Linked DNA regions of Mus musculus: region 1 is linked to region 2. Evidence: chromatin contacts called from public HiChIP or PLAC-seq data. All regions are on one chromosome and are shown on one strand. The core of a region is the stretch at or near the end of the contact, and the rest is flanking DNA. Distances in the headings are between cores, read along the strand shown.

Region 1 (2,941 bases), core at 109-2,608, 57 kb before region 2:
TGGTAATGGCGGGGCCTAAGCCTATTCTTACAAGTGGCAAAAAATCTAGTATTTTCCTCCAGAGCTAATTGGAAAAAAGAAAAGAAAATGCTTCTTTTGATGGGAACTAAAATTCATTGCAATCATCTGTCTCTATCAGGACAAAAGTCTAACTTCAAGTCCAAACACTTCTTCACGTGTTTAAAAATAACCAGCACAGAGTGTAGTAGTACACTACACATTTTTAATCCTAGTATTTAGGAAGCAGGGGCAGGAGATCTCTGTGAGTTTGAGGTCAGCTTGGTCTACACAGTGAGTTCGAGGACAGCTAGAGCTACACAGTGAGACCCTCCCCACCGTACAGCATACTGTCTACTGAGAACCCGTTTGTTCAAAATCAAATACTTGTAGAACAAGTACAGAATAGGAATAACAACCAAGCAAGGGTACGCAAGCAGCCAGGGCTGAGAAAGCATCGAGACTGGGAACAGCTATACGCAGTTCAAGTCTGTAGTGGGCTTGAAAAATCTCCATGTAGAAGTTCATCTCCCTCCACACCTTCCCATTTCAAAAGCCATTACAAGTATCTACCATACAAGTGTGCGAAACCTGCTTTGCAGTCCTGAGGATCTAAACACACACAGTAAGGTGGCTCTCCAGTCAATGCTGCCTTCACTGAACGAGGTTCTTAGGTGAATACGGTAGCACCAAAAACCCAGCCACCTCAAACCTAATTTCGGACTTCCAGGAGAAGATATCTCATGCACAAGCCAGAAGCACTTAGTGTAGCAGTTAGGCTGCCAGGCCAGGACCTGCTATAAGATGCTTACGATGACACCGGGGCCCATCCCAAACCGAAACACCTGCGGGGAAGGATTGGGGGGTCACTCGACCAAGAAGCGGACAGAGAATAAAGGTCCAGCGACCGCCTAGGAGCCCGGTCTGGTCCTGGAACGGGGGTGTGGCTGGAGAGGGACGGCCGGGTGGCTACCTGGTCCTATTCCTACGAACCCCAGGGGCCTGCAGTGACCTGGCCAGTTTCCCAGCCCTCGATCCCCGAGGTGGGCCTCGGGCAGAGGGGCCTCGCAGGCCGGCGCTCGACCCGGAGGTGCCCAGTCACCCGCCCTGACTCAGCTAAACGCCGGCGCGGCGGCGGCTCCTCACTGGGGCGCCTGCTCCCGGCAGCACTCACCGGCTGAAGTGATCATGGCTGCGCCCTGCACTCGCCGATCCACTCGTCCACAGTCCTGGCCAAGCCCTGGATCTGTCAGCTCAGGGCCCGCTTGCTCTACCGCACCTCCAGGGTCCCGGGTGCGCTGCTCAGTCAGTCCCCTCCACAGGCCGCCGGCTCGCTTCTAGCCGAGGACCCCGCCCGCCCTAGGGCTGCCCGCATCTCCGCCTGAGGCTTGGCTCAAATTCACCGCCACGCTGTGTCTTTTATGCAGCTTCCGCCTCTCGAGATCATGCAACAAGGTAAAAAAACATGTCGTTGTTTTTTATAACTCTCCGTGAAGTCAGAGATCTGGCCGGCTGCGAACGGACATTCATTTCTAGTTGCAATCAGGCTTCAAAATAGACACCCTTGCAAAGAGAGGCCCACTCATCACCCGCCATTGCTAAGAGAATGAGTGTTAGGGGAGGTATAAGCATTGCTCGCAGCGCCACCTAAGGCTATGGAGGTCTCACTGCAATAATGCCCACCAACCCAAGACTACAGGGAAGTATTTTCTTAGAAAAGCGACTGAGGCAGAAGGATCTTGAATTCGAGGCCAGCCTGGGCTATAAAAGATCTGCTATCAAAGTAGGGGAAGGTGGTGGTGGGATAATGCTGGAAAGGCGACTTGGTCGCTTAAGTGGTTGCCATAAAAGCATGAAGACCTGAAGTTGAGTTAGGATTCCCAGTGGCCGGTGTAAACCCAGTGCTGGGGGAGGTGAAGGCAGGTGGATATCTGGGGCTTGCTGGCCGGCCTGTGTAGCCGGTTGGTGAGCTCCTGGTCTAGTAAGAGACTCTTGTTTCCAAAAAATAAAGTGGCTGGGTGTTGTGGTTCACACCTTAATCACAGCACTCAAGAAGCAGAGGAAAAGGCAGGAAGATCTCTGTGGATTTAAGGCCAGCCTGGCCTACAAGTGGGTTCCAGGACAGCCAGAGCTACAAAGTAAGACCTTGAGGAGTGTGGGGGTAGGGAAGGAAGAGTGGGAGAGCAATTGAGGAAGACACCCAATGTCAACCTCCGGCCTACTTGCGTATATGTGTATATATGTGTATATACATATACATGTGTATATGTTTGACACAAACTTGCCTCCATGCCTGTGTCTTTCGTACAGCCTCATCCAGCGAAGGCCCCCCTCCCCCCAAATATGAACATACACAAAAATAGACTGTCCAGGTGTCAAACATGGTGGTACACCCCTTGGGAGGCAATGGTAGGCAGATCTCTGTGAGTTCCAGGCCAGCCTCATCTCCATAGTGAATTCTAGTGAAGGAGGAGTCAATTGTGAGACCCTGTCTTAAAAAGGCTGGGTTGGTGGCAGTTCGGAGAGTTGCCTTTAGTGGTTAAGCTTCCAGAGAACCCAAGTACAATTCTGAGCACCCACATCGAGTAGCTCACAACTACTTGTAACTCCAGCTCCAGGGGGTTTGATGCTCTCTTTTGGCCTCCACAGGTACCTATACTCATGGGCACATAGACACACACAAATAAGTAATAAATACCTCTTTAAAAATAGAAAGCCTGTCTCTAAAATACAAAAACTTCACAGTACTTTATTATGATAATGAATGAACTAGTCTATCATAAATAAACAATGAGAATGGGGTGGGGGATCCTATACAATAGCCCAGGTGGTCTGCAAGCTTTCTTTGTAGCTGGGAGGTCCTGGAACTTCTGATCAAGGTCTGATTGGGGAATGCGGGGGATTACAGGTGTGCACCACAATATCTGTTTTTTGCAGCGCTGAC
Region 2 (2,965 bases), core at 228-2,727:
TTGGAGAGGTGAAGAAATGGACTCTCTCCACCTCTAAAAGGGACTGCATCTCAGAGTTAAAGTCAACCACCAGAACTGGAAAGTGGCAAGGATGTACCGGTTTAAGCCAGTGAGGTTGTGATGTATCATAAGATGAGATGATCAAATCATACAACCAGAAAATGGCAGAGCAGGGAACCAAGTTCAGTATGTCTGACCCAAAGCCATCTTTCGCTCTACAGAGATCCCAAACCCTCACTTTTCCCCCTGACTCTATCCCTGAACCTCAGCCATGGTAGACTCTTACCTTTCCTAGGGTATAGTTTTTTGGTTTTGTTGTTTGTTTGTTTTAAAGATTTATTTATTTATTTAATGTATGTGAGTACATTGTCACTGTTTTCAGACACACCAAAAGAGGGTATCAGATCCCCATTACAAGTGGTTGTGAGCCAACATGTGGTTGCTGGGAATTGAACTCAGAACCTCTGAAACAGTAGTGAGTGCGCTTAACCACTGAGCCCTCTCTCCAGCCCCTGGGTTATAGTTTTTATCATGAAGTTTTTGAATGTTTGTCCTGTACAAGCAATTTGAACATATCCTATAAAAATGGGATAGAGATGCTAATGGGCATGAGAAGTTTTTTGAGCATGTGGAGGTTGTCATCTAGTAGGAGAAGACAGACTGGACCCCACAATGATTGCCACAGTTACTATTACCCTGTGTCACAATCGAAGCTTGACTGAGCAGTTCCAGGCAATGTACAAGACAACAGAACTGATGGCTGGGATTAGACCCACAGTTGGAGGAAAGTCCCACCTGTCCTTATTTGTGTTACAACAATTGTGTCCTCAGAAGGGTCACAGCCAGGAAAGGAACAGAAAGGACTCTTGGGTTGGGAATAAAAGAACTTGAAAGACTACAGTCATCTCCAGATATCTAAAAGTTCAGGTCATTAAAGAAAACACTTGGTACAAGGAGAGATGTTTATGGCAGGCCATAAGTAGGGAAATTAAGATGCTGAACAATTTGCCTTATGAGTAAGTACCACCCCTTGATTTAGTAAAAACCTCCATCAGGAAAGGGAAAACTATATTAAAGGTATGGAGTGGCCAGACTTAGCAAATGAACACACAAAAAGGCACTTAAACTTGCATTTTACATCATTTATAAAATAATTGCTCCATGCAATTTGCTTTTATGGCTCTTAAATCCAAATTTAACTGTATGCCCTTAATTTTTATTTGACAAAATTGATATAAGATTTTCTTTGTGTTTTGAAAAAAATAAGTGTATGGTATTTTAATTTTTAGAATTTGTAATATACATAATACAGAAATTGTACATATTTCTCAACTCACATGAAGCACATTTCTTTTGAAAAGGGAAAAGAGAAAGGACTTCAAGTCTATCTAAAGAAGAATCAGATGTCCTCTGCCGAGTTAGGGAAACCAAAAGAGACCGCTACCACTAGGGGGCACTGCATGGCTGCAGGTTAGAAGACCAGAGGCACTGTAGCCCGTTCTTTGATCTAGGTTTACCCTGGGAATTCCCTAGGGGCGGGACTGGTGTATGCAAACTTGGAACTCTCTTCAAAGTTTGTCCTCTGCTTTTGTCTTCAAAGCTTCAGGACCGTTGTTTTTTTTTTTTTTTTGGCTAGAGGAGTGCGTGGGGTTGGAAGAGAGAGGTCAGCCTATTGTTGCCTGGGGGTTTCATTCCTACGTGTATCTCTTTTCCTTTTCATTCTTCCTGGGGACCCAGTTCCAGTCTTGGAAGCCTCAACTCTCAGCTGACTCCAAAGATCCGAAAGGGATGGCGATTCTTGCCCTCAGGGAAGAGAGGAGGGAGACAAGATAGGAGGGAGACAAGATAGAAGGGAGAGAGTGCAGAGTAGGTGTGAAGTCATTGTTACTTTCCTATAACACTTGAGTTTGTGCCCTTACCTTTGGCCTTGTGTGTCCTGAGTAAGAGCTGTTCAGCGAATATTTTTAATTCATCCGACACTAGGAGGCCCCTAGTGAGTTGTGGCCTCACCTGGGGCTTAGCAGGGGGTGCAGTTTAAAAAGCTCCGAATGATGTCCAAAGCTTCCGAATTCTAGAAGAAAGGAAGGCAAGTTACCCAGTTCACAGCTATTATCCATCTTTCTTGGGGCAGTGATGCCTGCCAAAGGGAGAGGCCAGGTGCTGGCACAGAGATCCATTCCTACTCCCAGGCACACACTACAACCCTGGACTGCTTTGGGGAGGGGTTGTGAGGGTTTTGGGAGATGCAGTTGGAGGTGCCTGAGGAGCTGGGAGGATGGGGGGTGGTGGTGGAGGAATTATGATATAGATCCAGGAATCCACAGAATGAAAGAATCTATGGATGAGAGAACAATTGCCCAGGAAGGAAGAGCTGTGTTTGGGGGACATTTTAATCAGTCAGGGAAGAGTCTCAGCCTGGAAGACCAGAAAACAGAGAGGACAAAGAGGTGATTTAGCTCGGTGTTAATTTTTCACCATAATTCCTTTTGTGCAAAGGGATCGAGTGGTCTCTGAATGAATCCCTTGGAGTAGTAAGACTACAGGTGTGGACTTCATCTCCTGTCCCTTTTCTTCACCTGGTGACTTGAACCCAGCACCTGCTCTGCTCTGTGGCCCAAAGAGTTGTAAAGGGCTCATCCACAAACATGGCATGCTGTGAATTCCTCCCCACAGTGTAGGGAAGCTACAAAATCTTGGCGTGGAGGAGAAAGAGAGAAAGATCTCTTTAGCATGTTTTTTCCTCGCTATTTCCCATCCATACCACAAACTAGACCCGCCCAAGGTGCAGGAGCCCCGCTTGCAGTGTGCGATGGTTAGTTGGTTTTTCTCTGAACCATGGAGGTGCCAGCTCCCTTGCTTTATGCTTTAAACCTTACAGGATGACGTTGACCACAGGCATTTTAGCTTCTGGTATTGATTTTTGTGGCTTTCATTCCCTAGGCATCATGGACAGAACAGGCCCAAA

Evidence for each region. HiChIP or PLAC-seq counts read pairs in DNA pulled down with a chosen protein or histone mark.
Region 1: an H3K4me3 HiChIP or PLAC-seq map of neural progenitor cells shows a contact between it and region 2, with 3 times the contacts expected there. The contact joins the promoter of Psmd1 here to the enhancer-like site in region 2. A contact is called at or near these places in 5 of 39 promoter capture datasets (the HPC-7 cell line, embryonic stem cells, hippocampal neurons and 1 more), 12 of 484 Hi-C or Micro-C datasets (B cells, CD4 T cells, the CH12 cell line and 7 more), 12 of 115 datasets of contacts at active chromatin or transcription factors (the SCID.adh cell line, T-cell acute lymphoblastic leukemia, astrocytes and 5 more) and 1 of 9 other capture datasets (adipose tissue).

What each region holds. Positions count from the first base shown.
Region 1 is chr1:86,063,036-86,065,976 of GRCm38.p6, reverse strand. It overlaps Psmd1 (proteasome (prosome, macropain) 26S subunit, non-ATPase, 1), which reads right to left and starts at 1,358. Exons shown (of 25, transcript NM_027357.2): 1 at 1,172-1,358. The coding sequence starts at 1,187.
Region 2 is chr1:86,006,528-86,009,492 of GRCm38.p6, reverse strand. No RefSeq gene overlaps it. Among named protein-coding and RNA genes, the nearest start is that of Spata3, 14 kb to the left of the region's middle. Within about 2 kb of position 1,477, at least 18 of the 459 cell types and tissues checked have an H3K27ac peak or open chromatin away from gene starts, as enhancers often do. A contact at or near this core is called in the CH12 cell line, memory CD8 T cells and neural progenitor cells, where this site is marked.